Regions from separate parts of the Hordeum vulgare genome. Here region 1 is linked to region 2. The links are chromatin contacts, called in public Hi-C maps. All regions are on one chromosome and are shown on one strand. Each heading gives the region's core, a stretch centred on a gene start, on an enhancer-like site or on the middle of the called end of the contact. The rest is flanking DNA. Distances are from core to core; before and after follow the strand shown. Region 1 holds the start of LOC123395900 (lysine-specific demethylase JMJ25-like). Region 2 holds the start of LOC123396046 (protein EDS1L-like).

What was found. A called contact is a pair of places that touch in the nucleus more often than the background predicts.
Region 1: a contact with region 2 is called in a Hi-C map of leaf, with 2.8 times the contacts expected there. The contact joins the promoter of LOC123395900 here to the promoter of LOC123396046 in region 2. A contact is called at or near these places in 3 of 6 Hi-C or Micro-C datasets (leaf and seedling) and 1 of 1 datasets of contacts at active chromatin or transcription factors (embryo).

Annotation. Positions count from the first base shown.
Region 1 is chr5H:419,991,414-419,998,497 of MorexV3_pseudomolecules_assembly, reverse strand. It overlaps LOC123395900 (lysine-specific demethylase JMJ25-like), which reads right to left and starts at 4,550. Exons shown (of 11, transcript XM_045090927.1): 1 at 3,767-4,550; 2 at 3,576-3,678; 3 at 2,940-3,261; 4 at 2,786-2,849; 5 at 1,987-2,692; 6 at 1,117-1,446; 7 at 566-877; 8 at 416-488; 9 at 226-311; 10 at 1-96. The coding sequence starts at 4,260.
Region 2 is chr5H:419,588,198-419,596,006 of MorexV3_pseudomolecules_assembly, reverse strand. LOC123396046 (protein EDS1L-like) reads right to left here and starts at 4,531. Exons shown (of 3, transcript XM_045091076.1): 1 at 4,056-4,531; 2 at 2,443-3,210; 3 at 1,176-2,089. The coding sequence starts at 4,430. The coding sequence ends at 1,373.

The DNA.
Region 1 (7,084 bases), core at 3,301-5,800, 400 kb before region 2:
GTGGTTCTTAGGAAGCACACGGAATTGTTGAGTTAACTTGACACACTCCTGGACATTCTCAGGTGATACAAAATCTATAGCAATTTTCGTGCAAGACTGCAACGGTAACAATAAAAATAATCAGGTACATAACATGGCAAAGTTGAATATTATATTTCGTAGTTCTCCCCTATCTAGCACAGGTATGGAATTGTGGCACTGCTATGGTAAACTGAGAACATTTACCTTGAGATTCCGTACTTGATGCGGGCACCCAGCAGGGATAAAAACTGCCTCTCCAAGTTTTTGTACAAATGTCCAAGGCTCGACTCCTAAATGGGAGTAACAAAAATTCAAGAAAATACAAACCAGATACTGCAACCATTTGCAGTAAAGAATTGGCAAAGTGTTACAGAAACAGACAAACAGAACTCACCATGCTCCTCTTTAAGTCTCCTTTTATGTTCCTCAGTTAGATAGAATGTTTCATCGTGTAGAGGGTTAAATGTCTGCATTCAAGCATGGTGAAAGGTGTTAAACATGATGGCAGCAAGTACAAGGTTGTTCATATCACACAATTACCAACCTTTTCAACTGGAGAACAATATATATGGCGAAATTCCTTGGAATGTTTACGAAGGTACGTTTCCAGTTCTGGAACGTCCTCCCTCCTGAAAATATCCCATAAAGCACCTCCCTCATCGTCCTTGCTGTAGTTAGGAGAGGGTGTATGGTTTGAATCCACGCAATTTTTGTGACATGCATTACTTCCATCAATTGAAAAATTGCCACAACATTCCTTTTCATCTTGTCCCTCATGTCTTGCTTTCAAGTTTTTTATTGCATTTTCTTGTCCTTTAGAAGGGGCAACTTGTGCAGTATGCATCAAAACGTTAACCTAACAATATCAAAAATAACATAGAATAATTAAAGAGAACCAAATCTCAGCAAGACTAGCATCAATCAGGGTTCTACTATCGGTCCCATGAAATTGAATGTTCTACATTACAGGAAAATTAAGTTCTTTGAGGTAAGCAAGTGCGAAAAAAATCCTTTCATAGATACATGAGAGATCAGAATTTGTTTCCAAGCTGTTGGTGCTTCTCAATTGCTAAGGGAGTACAACTATTTACTTACTGCGTCAGATATATCACAATGAAGCTTCGTAACAGAATCTCCTCTGCCAAGTTCCTGTGCATAGCCATAAGCTATGTATGACTTCGGGCCCATGTCGATCTTTAGAATGTCATCGGGAAGCAATGCGGAAACACTTAGCAAACCAGATTTCAAATTTGTGTACGGTTGAAAGGGTAAAGAATTGATGTATTCCACTCCATGCGAAGGCAAAAGCTCTTCAAAATGATTTGAAGTAGGCCAGTCTTTCAATTTAAGCATTTCGGGCCATTCGTTTTGATACACCCGACCATAATAGTATCCATTGAAGAAATCTTGTGTGCGTATCTCGACCTGGATCATTTAAACACAAAAGGTGAATTTCCTTTCTGGGTAATGAGAAAAAAAAGACGTAATGACTACACTGAACAAGTCCACATGAAACAGATTAATTCAAACCCCTCATCCATCCTAAAAGAAATTTGTCTTAATCTATGTTCTCTTGGAACCTTACACTTACATTAAATTACATATTTTAGACAACTGTGCTACGAGTTGTTCCTGAAATAACCAAAGAAAAGTGTACTTCAAGACAGTAAACGCTTTCCAGCTAATGAGCGCATGGGACTGAAGAGATTTTTGGGTGATGGTGGACGAATTAATCGACACCGGGACCTTTCGACATTCAAGATGCTAATGCTAACAACTGTATTAAAACCGATGGATAGGTATAGAATGCTAATAATACCTTTGGAAAAAAATTATAGATCTTGACAACGTGTTTTTCTTACACCTCAATATCTTACGTATTTGGAATCAGTTGACAAACAAATACAATATAAAGATATTCAAGAAATATAATCATTTTCTAGATATGCGATGTTTTTCACTAACCTCACAACATGATAAACAATCAATACACTTCACATTTTTCATATCAGGGGTGGTACTATCACCATGTACTTCAGACCACATATGTGGTGGCTCCCAGCTCAAATGTGGTATTTTCTGTAGTACCCCTTGAACAATAACAGGTTCTCCTTTCACCCAGTGACTCTGGAAGTGAGTTAGATCATCTGCTTTCTCATTATCTGATTTTGGACAGTATAGGCAGTTATCTGTTGAATTATCTCTGGTGGCAGCATGCCTTGCATTTTCATGTTTAGTACAGCATGGACATTCATGTGTATATCCGCTGACAATATCCGAAGGTTCGAGCTGCTTACTCAACTGTAGAGCATCCCTTTCGAGATTATTTAACCAATCTTTTGGAAACATCTGCCTCAACTTAAGGGCAATATCACCACAACCACCAAGTTCAGGTGGGGGGCAATTTATAGTCCCATCAGTATTAGCACACCACTTAGTAGTCTTAGGCTGGCAACTGGAAAAGTGTGGTTGTACGCAGTTTATCAACTCAGGCGATGGATCACCACCATGCATATAGTCGATTCCTCTATTAGGATAAGACACCAGCTCTTCCCGACAAGAGCCCTCTAGATTATTTCCACGAAGCTCCTTACAGCACGCAATGCATAATTCATATGAGCAGTTTGGACAGCTTCTATGCAGATCAAAGATCGAAGTTCTGCAATTGTCACTGGACAAATAGAAAAAATCATCAGTACAAAGTATAAAATAACAACAGGAAGTGAAAAAAAATCCAAAGTTGAATGAATGGAGCACTCAGTACCAGAACATCCTCTCATCATTCCGGCAGTCAGCCTGTTCAACACTCAGTTCAGACAATTCCAATCCTGTTTGGCAGAAAACAGGGTAAGTACTAACAATTAGTTGCAAGGCACAACTCTGTTTAGTTTCCACATGTTCTGGAGAATTGAGTTTACCTTGAATTTTGGCCTCAATTTCTCTCTCAACCATCTGATCCCTGTTCAGGTCACTCAAACAAGGCAGCAGGTAGTGCAACAGATATCTAGCATGTTTTACTTTAGTTTCACAAGCAATCTCATCAGCTCTTGCATCCAATGTATCTACCTTGTCTAATTTGACACATGTGCTATTAATCTCATTGGAGCTTAGGAAGGAGTTGTCATTTGCTTCCGCCTGCGTCACCTCATTACGAAACCTAGTTGACTTTACACCTGAGGTGTTAGCCTTCTTTCTCTTCGTTACTGATCTACTGCCGTTGCGTTTCCTCAAAACTGAACTCTACGAGTGGAAAAAATGCATATTTTAGACCTCCGTATATGGTGTTGATTTTTTTGTTACAACAGTTATGGTTTCGCAAAACTGTAAGTATGTCCAACACTGCAAACACTCAATAACTAGATTTCCTTGTCACAGTTTAACAACAATTTGTACTACAAGTGACAGCATTGTCAGTTTGTCGCAACAGAGAACAATAATTTCAAAACAAGAAATCTTATGAATGTAACATAGAAATCAGAAGTGCTGATATCATGCTGAACTGCTGATGGGTTTGCACCATCGGAGATTAACTCAACAAGCCACAAGATCATCACCTTGGGTTCACCCTGCTCCTTGGGGTTGCACCGTTTACATTTGCAGATTCCGCGGCAGGATGGGCACTGAAGTCTAACCTGGCCCAACGACAACTCCGGGTACCTGCAAACCCGCAGGCCTCACTGATAACTCCGATGTTCATTCGTGCTAATGTCCGAACATTACAAGCGGGGTGAGAAGAGAGATGTACATATCATTGATGCAGCGGCCGCAGTAGATCTTGTCGCGGCATCGCTTACACTTGGTCATCTGCTGCCTCATCCCCGACTTGCATTGGTGGCAAGCCCTCCTACCCTTGGTGCGGCCCGAGGCGCTGGTGCTCGGCGTCGCCTCCTCTGCTGCGGGAGCAGCTGTTTCCGAGGGCACGGCGACGGGGCGGCCCCTCTTGGCCCTGTTTCCGCTGCGCCGCCCCTTGGGCACGGCGCTCCACGACGGGGGCCCGGCATCGGACGACGCAGGCGAGGCGCAGAGGGTGGCGACGCACCGCAGCTTTTGCGGCCGCGACGAGCGCGGCGCCTTCCTCTTCGTCCCCCTCCTCTCCATCTCGACATCCCAGTCCTCGTCCGCCCCCTCCTTCTCCTCCAGGAGCGGCGCGTCCTCGCTCCCGTCCTCCTCATCCTCATCCTTGAAGACGTACTGCCAGCCCACGGACCCCCCGGCCCGACGGCAACCCATCGCCCCCATGGCCGCCGCCGCCGCCGCCGCGCACGATCCAATCCGCGGGAGCAACCCGGATTCGGGGATTCGATCTCCCGGATTTATTATCTACGACGCCTATCCCGTCGGGCGCAATCTGGCCGGGGCGGGCAGGGCCGCAGCCCGCAGGTGTTTTCGTCGGAGGTGGGAAGGGGCGGAGGGAGTAGCGGCCACGTGGAACGCGCGTACGGGGCGGCCCGTTGCGGTTCGATACGAGGCTCCTCGCTGCTGCTGCTCCGGCCGCTGCTGGTTTTGGTTCGGTTTCCGGTGGGTTGGTCGCTCCTGACTGGCGAGTGCGCGGGTTGGATTTATCAGCTGCGGTAATTTCCTTTGGGGGGCAATGTATGGTAGGTAGGAGTAAATGTTTTTTTTTTACTACTACTGTTGTCTATTACTCCTGCTGTAGGTAGGAGTACTTCCACAGGTGCGAAAGGAAGGTTCGTTCGTCACGGCATGGGACTACGGCGTGACACAGGTCGTGCCAAGTTGTGACTTGTGAGGCGTGCCGCACAACTTCCCAGGGGTAGAAAGGTCCAACGGATCTTTTTTCACACGAGTATAGGCCGGCCAGACCAGGTCAGGGTTTTTCTTGTTAGCTAAAACCTTGACACGTTTTTCTGTTTTTGACGGAGCAGCCATGATTGAGAAAGCCTGTGTCCGGAATGACCAGACATGTTCGCAATCACGGACGATTATTGTTTGGCAGCTTCAACCCCCGACTCAAACAGACACGTATTTTGTTCGTGTTTTGTTTGTTCGAATCAGCACGTCTGATTTTCTTATAAATGGATCAACCGATCCATTTTTCATCCGCGTGAAAGGTTTGTAGTTATTTTTTTATCGTTTTGATAAATTTATTGCATAAAATAAATTTTATTTCTAGATTAATAAATGTTTAATACAAAACATTATTGCATAGTTTAATAATTATGAAAATATCTCATAGTTGATGCATTTAAAAGAAAAGGTTGCCGATACATTTACTAGTTGCTCACATGAATCCACATATGATTAAACAAATCATTTTGCACATGCATGTGAGTATCTCAATCACGCATCTTATGATGAAACTCGACGAACTATGCAAACATTGCCTCTCCTCCATGCTCATGCACAACATTGTCATCGTGAAACTCAAACCCTTAATCAGATAAACGTTTTGGGTGCTCATCCTCTATGATTATGTTGTGCATGATGACACAAGTTGTTATCACCTCCCACAACGTTTTCATGCTTCATGTTCTAGCAGGATATCGAACAATGCCTCATCGAGATTGAAGAACGTCAAAGGCACGTTCTACATATTTTCTAACACTCTTGTTCTTGGGCAAATCTCTTTATCTTTCTCTTCTACAAAATTAGAGATTGTCTTCACAAGAGTAGACCGCTTTGGATAGATATCGTCAGCTAGATAGTATCCATTGGTGTATTGGTGGCCATTGATCTCAACATTGACCTCCGGACAATTGCCTTTTGCCATCCTAGCAAACACCGAAGAGCGATGGAGCACATTGATATCATTGTGAGATCCGGCCATGCCGCAGAAAGCGTGCCAAATCCAAAGATATTGGGAAGCCACAGCCTCAAGTATGACAGTGCAAGCTCGAACATGGCCCTTATACTGCCCTTGCCAGCAGAAGGGCGGTTCTTCCACTTCGAGTGCATACAATCTATGCTACCAAGCATCCACGAAAACTCCTTACTTGAATTCATCGACAACAACCGTGTTGTACCGACAGTTGTTGGCTCTCTCAAGTACTCCGACCCAAACACATCTATGACAACCCTGTAGAATCTATACATGGACTCAAGGCAGGTGGACTCACTTATCCGGACATACTCATCAATGAGATCATCGGGGACTTCGTATGCAAGCATCCAAATGGCAGCAATGCATTTCTGATAAGAGGAGAAGCCAATCTTTCCAAGGGCATCCGTCTTCACTCAAAATAGTTATCGTATTCAACCAACCCCTTTCGAATACAGTTGAAAACATGTCTAGCCATCCGAAAACGGCGGCGGAACAAGTGACATTTGAAGAGCGGATTTGGGGGCTCGAAGTAGTCTTTCCAGAGTAGGAAATGGCCAATCTCCCGGTTATGATTCAGTGTGGGTGTGTGCCCCGGCAAGGAGCCCTTAAACTATGGCCGCTCCATACTTACGTGGTCATGGACGACCAACGCAACCGCCGCCATCTACTCATCATCATATGAAAAATCATCCGAGTCCAAAAGAACATTGTAGAAAAAATACTCATCATCGAAGTCCATTTGTACCTAGGGCGAAGCGTCGAACACCTTGCGGGCGTTGTGGAAGGCTTTGGCCGGAGAGGAGCCTCCCTTCGAGAGAAAGTGGCAGAGATGGGCGGTGACCGCGGGAGGCGAGTCTATGGGAAGGTGAGTCCGCGGGAGGATGACTGGCGACAACGGCGGAAGCGGGCGGCGAGGGGCGGGCGGTGGCGGTAGGGTGATTTGGAGGCGAAGGCGGAAGAAGAGACTGGCGTATGTGCCACCGACTGGCGGACCACGGGAAGAGAAGGGCGGGCGAATGGGTCGCGGGTGGACGAAAAACGGACGCGCGTTCGTTTGGTCGGCACGTTGGGCCAACTTTTATGTCCTCGGTCATCCAAACGGACACGGGCGGATGAAATGGGTCGCCCGGTTGGAGTTGCTCTAAGAGCCTCTGTCCGAGATGAGATGATGTAAAGGTCTTTTTTATGGTGGCTGCTAGGCACCATCCGGATGCACAAAAGCAAACAACATCCACCTTTTGAAGTGTTTGATCTGGGCATCCATAGTCGTCCATAGAAGTC
Region 2 (7,809 bases), core at 3,282-5,781:
GGTTCTACCCAGGTTCAGGCTCTCAAAGAGATAGTATTTACGACATGCTTTTGCTTATGTTAACTTGGGGTGTAGTGCAAAGTACATGTTGAACTACCACGAGATTGTTGTGTGTCGTGTACGAACCTTACCACTGGGTTTATATATATATCGAAGGGTCTAGGATTACAAATAGGTTGGTTACGTATATATACCGAGGGGTGTAGGATTACAAATAGGCCAGTTACGTATAAGTTAATCGTGTTGTAGACGGCCTCTGTGTCTTGTAGAGTGTGTCAACTCTTCGGTAATATTCCTTTTTTGTGACATGGACCTTCTCGTGATGGCCTATCGATGAACCGTCATGGAGTCCTCGGTCTGCCCCACCTAGGCGGGAGATGACGTGGTGAGTGACCCCTAATCCAGGACACCATCAACATGCGCTCCGGAGTAAGCATCGCATACATGGTGGTCTGCTACCTGGCTAGAGCTACACGCAGACGACGAGCTGCGAGCGAATGGGGGTGGCAGGGCAAAGGGAGGGAAATGGGATGCAACTAGGGTTGAGTGGTTGCCGTCCGGCTTAAATAGCCAGATTGGCCCTCGAGCGGCATGCTGGAATGGCGTCCTCACTGGACCATTTGGTAATGACGGTGTCCACGTGGGTCCCATATGCCACTCCGACACGGCAGATGCATCCGGATATGCTCGGGCCTCCTCATATCCATCCCAGATTTGGACTGGATATGAGAGGTGTATAGGGCTGGTTTGAGAAAACAGTTGGGTCATGTTTTTACGACCAGGGACCGGTCATTGACCGGGTTATAAAAGAATTTGAGGAGCTCAGTTGTAGATGCTATTAGCGTTCAAGGGTCTTCGTGAGTAATGAAAGGTCCGTGCAAAACTTTTGTTTGACAATTCGAGAGGCTCACCAGTCTATTAGGACACAACAATCACACAAAAAACGCGTCAAGATTTGCTAATGAGGTTCACCAAACATCGGCTGATTCTCAGGGTGCTCCTCCCTATTGCGGCCTCCTGGGTGCCGGCACATAACGTGTATCCCCTTTACAATACAAGCTATCCCCGGCCTCCCGGGCTCACCTCTCCCCGGCTTGTATCCCATGAACATTCTGCAGCAAAAGCTAACCGGCAGTCAGGCAGACGTTACCGGGGGGTAATTTGGTCAGGCGAGATAAAACCATGGGCCTGTAAGTTTATTTAGACAACAATTGTTTGGCATTTTAAATAGTCTGCTCATCCCGATTCCCAGAGAATACTACACACAAATGGCTTTACATGAGAGTTCAGGCTTGCAATATACAGTGGCAGACTCACAGCAGTTCCTGCTAGATCGTAAATGGCAACCTCTTCATGCGACAGAGAAATTCTCTTACGAAGGCACAAGTCTCGCGATGCACGACGCGGACCTGTGCTGCTCTGGGAGCGTTTTCCACCATATCACAAAGGATGAGCTGCTCAGAAACACATCCTTGCCAAGAGTTCCCGAGGTGAACCACCCGAGTGCATCACTCTCGAGTTTACCCACCCTGTCTTTCAGATCCTCGAATGATTTGCCGTTGATCATCTCAGCCTGCAGCTCCTCAGACATTGCCCAGAAGCACGACTCGAGGCTGGAACCCAAGGGGATGCGGTGCGACTGCTCGCGCCATTTCTGGGTGTACTTGTATCGTCTCGGCCTGCCCTTGGAGAGGTAGGAACCAGTGTCCTCGTTCTTGGAATGCCTGTAGTAGTTTGCAATGTCCAGGGGCTCAACCAGCCGGCGGTACGAGGTGCCCAGATTCACCCACTCTTCTCGCCCTTCGAACGCGTCTGGAAGCTCACGCCTTCGCAGCATCTCAATTATCTCGTCCCAAAGGCCGGCTAGTTCCAGCCTCCGTACATTTGAATTGAAGTCATGCACTTCCCGCTGAAGCTTGAACGAGTCATAGTAGCTAACTTCATGCAGCTCGCATGTTCTTTTGTACTCATTCAGGGACTTGAGGGCTTCCTGAATTTTACTGCAGTTTGCGTCTATCTTTGCTTGGTTTATCTCTCTCTGCTTCTCCCATTGTGCAGCAGCAGCAAGACTCAGCATAGCTTCCTTACTCTGTAATATGAAAGGGACAACTGTAATATTATGTGATTGGACTGATTATTAAATTTACTAGTGGTTTAAACTCAGGGAAAACACTATGAAGATGGAAATGGAACTAGTAACTGGAGAATTGTGTTATCAGAAACAGTTACTGATACAAATTTGATGCGTACACTGCCATTTATCCTAACCTACAGACATATCTGTTGCATTTGGCTACACCATAAATGAATGACCAGACGCTAAAAGGCAACACTGAGGGTTTCCAGACTAAGACTGCCTTCAGACATACAGTTCACCAAAATAACAGATGTTTACAGTGGCAATCCACGGTATTTTATGGAAGAAGAGGAGCCGTTGCTTACCAGTTCAAGGCCACCAATTGCTATCCCATTCATCTGTGTACCAGGAAGTGATGATGAAATTGCTCTTAGGTAATCCACACAAACTACCTCTTGCATCATATTTTGTTTAATCGATTCATATTGCCAGTGAGCACTTAAGCTTCTGGCAGCGGCATCAAGCAATTGTTGTTGGGGATCCAATTGAAGGCAGTAAAATAGCAACTGTAATACAGCATCTGAGTTTGTGAGAATAACCAGTTGTTCGGTACTTGTCAAGAAAAGATAAGTCCCACAGGGTCTGTAAGGGGATAGCTCAATAAAGGAAGTCAGCGTTCCTAGGATTGAGCTAGTGCATCCCATGAAAGAACAGGCCTCGTAGCTGGCAATTGATAGGGTGCTTCTCAACAAAGTTTCATAAAACTCAGGAATAACAAGTGAATTCCCAACAGGTGAGAAGTTTGGACTATGAGGAGATAACCAATCCAGAACAGATTGAATTTGTTCTCTAGAGGATGCAAGGGGGGCCAGCGGAATTCGTGGGATGATGTCCAGTGGCATGATGAAATGCAAAATACACTGCGACCAGCCCTCCCTTCTAACAGCATGGTTGAAAACATTATCGCCAACAAGAGGTGCCCCAAAGGTCACGCAAAATGGCTGTGCTTGATTGACACTTCCCCGTCTCGTGCAGTTCTCAAGAAACCATATGGCAGCAAGGGTGGCTATTGAACCCCCAGATGAATGGCCTGTGAATACGACACGTTTCTCCTCTGCCACCGCTTTAGATACCTGTAATACAAAGCAATAAATAAACACCACTTTTCCTTGAGGTGATAATGCAGTTACACCGAAATTTAAAATTCACCATGGCAAGACTATCACTCTGTTGATACGAAGATAAAATAACACGAGGTAGGACTATGAAAGGTCTATGACCACAGCAAGAGGAAAAAGTAAGTGGAGAGGAACTCGGTACTATTGCTGAACTCACGAAGGCCACTTCATTTTCCTGTCATCAAATTAATAAAGCACCTAGTTCATTTTACCTATTTTCACCGGGCATAGCACCAAGCCAAACTACCATGTAGACTTTTATCTACTACTATCAGTCTGAAACTATAGTGGCCATGGATCTCATTACCTCCCTCATTCTCTGTCATAAGCTCAAATCAAACTAACTGAACCGTAAAAGCACTATGAAAATCAAAACCGACCAAAGAAATAAATCTTCAAAAGCATTATAACAATTTGGGACAAGAAAAAGAGGTAGCCCTTTTGGCAGGATCTTCAACTCAAGGCCTCTGGGCTCTGATACCATATTGAAATTCATGCTTCAGCCAACTAATTCAAAAGTCCAAACTGATGAAGGGACACGGACAATATATTTCAACATTCACAACAAGTCCGTGCGAACCAACACCAACATAAATGTAGCCTGTATAGAATTCGGAGCAACAAGGGTTTCTTGATACAAAGGGAATTTATGTTTCTTGATACAAATGCAATATCTGCAAAGCGTAAAAGGTTCAGATATTGCATTTTACTTCGGTGCGGCAACCACGACTTCTCGCCACAATGGTTTATGAAGTAGCGATGGCAGAAACCGTAAAAAAACGATGGCAGAAGACTCTCACCTCGGTCTGGAGCGGCGAGCCGTCGAGCAGGCCCCTGAAGGCGGCGACGAAGGCGGCGCTGGCGCGCGCGGGAACACCGCTCCCGACGCTGCGCAGCGACGGGAAGAGCGCGGGGTCGACCTCCGCGTCCCCAAACGGCGCGCGGCCGCCGGCGTCGAGGGAGGGGGGCATCCAGCCGGCGGCGGACCAGGTGGGCGGGAAGACGAAGGCGGCGCAGGGGTAGGGGTGGGACGCGTGGTGCACCTGGAAGGAGGCGGTGGCGGAGGGCGGGGAGCGGGAGGCGGAGGGGAAGGAGAGTCCGGCGCAGTGGGCGACGAGGAGGCGGTCGTCGTCGGACAGCGCCGCCCCGCGCGGCGGCGGGGTGTCCATCGGCATAGTGGTGGGCCAGTGGAGGAGCCGGAGCACCTGGAACTGGAAGGTGGAGGCCGCCCTTCCTCTGCTGGCCTTTGACGCTTGAGCTCGCTGCCTGCTGGGTTGACTTGTCGCCCCTGTGTCTTTGGCTCTTCGCGGGTGGTTGATACGATACGATCATAGACTACGAGAGTACTACCGAGGAGCGGAAAAAATAGGAGCCGCAACTGCCTAAACCCTACGGATGAAATGTGACAAAGAAATGCTTCCTTCCTACGGATGAAGTGTGACAAAGAAATGCTTCCTTTGATTGTAGTGTAGATAGATGTATGTATACCGTTTCAGGCCCCAACATGTTCTTCAAGGCGGAACTATGATCATTATATGACATTTTCAAATAAAAAGTTATGCTAAAGTTGTACTCCCTCTGTACCATAATATTTGTTGTTGGGGAAAACTAATATAGTTCTGTCCAACAACAACTATTTAAGAACAGAGGGAGTAACAATTAATATGGATCGAAGGGATAGCATTGTCATTGTGCATGAATTCTCATCTACAATTTTTAATATTTCTTTTGCATTTCAGTGTTTTTGCGAGTTCTGAAGAATGTCTTGCCACAAGATATAAACCAATAATAATTTACTCAAAACATAACAAAAAAAAGTATCCCCTTGTTGGAAACTTATAAGTTTATAAAGGCTTCATCATCATTTTCTCTCTCTCTTACTCACGCACAGTGCAAGTACCACTAAACATGAAGAATGTCGCTTGTGAAGAAACTATTTGACTACTAACAAAATTCAGGTAAAGATCATGGATCATAAGATTATACCTGCTGAAAATCATAGAGTGGCAAAATTACCCATAAAATTCAAAAAAATGAAGGTCATGTGCCATGAGATTATAGCAATTGAAAATGGACTCTCGCAAAAGTATAGTCGAAGTAGTCTATCCATAATTGTAGGAGTAAATAGCATAAAACTACTAGTTTACAGGCTAGGGTTTAAAAAACTATCGGTTTTTAAAAAATCTAAATCGTCAAATACTTTACGACTAATCGTGATTATGACAGGTCGGATCCACACCTAAATGAAGCGTTAGTTTGACTCCCTGTTTGACCGTTAACTGACATGTGAGGCCCACATGTCAGGGTCTCTTTCTTATTTATTTTTCTCTTCTCTACTTTCATTCTCCTATCCCCTACACTAGAACGAGAGAGGAACCAGAGACCGCCATGGCCGCCGGCCACCTGCTGGCCTACGCCACCGCCCAAAGTGACGTATGTCTGCCTATCCTTCCGCACCCGTCAAGCCTCACCTCCGTGCTGGCCAAGCCACACGTCGGGGAGCACGGGAAGCACGACGGGAAGGAGGGAAGAGGAAGAAGCCAATGCGGCTGCTCACTGGCTCACTGGCCCACTGGAGGCCGCCCTTCCTCTGCTGGAACTCGAAGGTGGAGGCCGCCCTTCCTCTGCTCGAAGGAGGAGGTGGATCGCTGATACGTCCATTTTGCATCATGTTTTCATGTTGATATTTATCGCTTCTTTGGTTGTTATTCCACTTCACGGTACTATTCTTATGCCTTTTCTCTCTTATTTTGCAAGGTTTACATGAAGAGGGAGAATAGCGGCAACTGGAATTCGGGCCTGAAAGTGGAGCAAAGTTGAGATACCTATTCTGCGCAACTCCAAACGCCGTGAAAATCAACGGGGATTTTTTTCCAAATTTATCAAAAATACTGGGCCGAAGAAGTGCCAGAGGGGCACCAGGGGGTGCCCACAAGCCTGCACGGCGCGGCCACCCCCCCCCCCAGGCCGCGCCATGGGGGCTTGTGGGCAGCCCACTGGCCCACTGGCCCCCCTCTTTTGCTATATGGAGGGTTTCATCCAGGAAAAAATCAGAGAGGATCTTTTTCGTGGTTTCGCCGCCGCCATGAGGCGGAACTTGAGCAGAACCAATCTAGAGCTCCGGTAGGACGATCCTGTCGGGGAAACTTCCATCCCGGATGGGGAAATCGTCGCCATCGTCATCACCAACACTCCTCTCATCGGAGGGGACTCGTCACCATCAACATCTTCACCGGCACCATCTCATCTCCAAAACCTAGTTCATCACTTGTAACCAATCTCCGTCTCGCGACTCCGATTGGTACTTGTAAGGTTGCTAGTAGTGTTGATTACTCTTTGTAGTTGATGCCAGTTAGATTATTTGGTGGAAGAGTTTATGTTCAGATCCTTGATGCTACTCATTACCTCTCTGATCATGACTATGATTATGCTTTGTGAGTAGTTACTTTTGTTCCTGAGGACATGGGATAAGTCATGCTAATAGTAGTCATGTGAATTTGGTATTCGTTCGATATTTTGATATGTTGTATGTTGTTTTTCCTCTAGTGGTGTTATGTGAACGTCGACTACATAACACTTCACCATTATTTGGGCCTAGAGGAACGCATTGGGAAGTAGTAAGTACATGATGAGTTGCTAGAGTGACAGAAGCTTAAACCCTAGTTTATGCGTTGCTTCGTAAGGGGCTGATTTGGATCCACTAGTTTAATGTTATGGTTAGACTTTGTCTTAATTCTTCTTTCTTAGTTACGGATGCTTGCGAGAGGGGTTAATCATAAGTGGGATGCTTGTCCAAGTAAGGGCAGTACCCAAGCGTCGGTCCACCCACATATCAAACTATCAAAGTAACGAACACGAATCATATGAACATGATGAAACTAGCATGACAAAAATTCACGTGTGTCCTAGGGAGCGTTTTTCCTCCTATAAGACTTTGTCCAGGCTTGTCCCTTGCTACAATAGGGATTGGGCCACTTTGCTGCACCGTTGCTACTTTTGTTACTTGTTGCTTGCTACGAATCATCTCACCACACAATCACTTGTTACCGATAATTTCAATGCTTGCAGATATTTCCTTGCTGAAAACCACTTGTCAGATCCTTCTGCTCCTCGTTGGGTTCGACACTCTTACTTATCGAAAGGACTACGATTGATCCCCTATACTTGTGGGTCATAAAGACTCTTTTCTGGCGCCGTTGCCGGGGAGTGAAGCGCCTTTGGTAAGTGGAACTTGGTAAGGAAACATTCATATAGTGTGCTGAAATTTATTGTCAATTGTCACTATGGATACTAATCCTTTGAGGGGCTTGTTCGGGGTATCTTCACCTCGAACGGAAGAACAAAGAGTTGCTTTGAATTTTCTACTCCTCAACCTGCTGCACCTACTGAAAATATTTGCTTTGAATTTCCTTCGGGTATGCTTGAGAAACTGCTGGCTAATCCTTTTACACGAGATGGAACATCACATCCAGACTTGCATCTAATCTATGTAGATGAGGTTTGTGGTTTATTTAAGCTTGCAGGTGTGCCCAAGGATGAGGTCAAGAAGAAGGT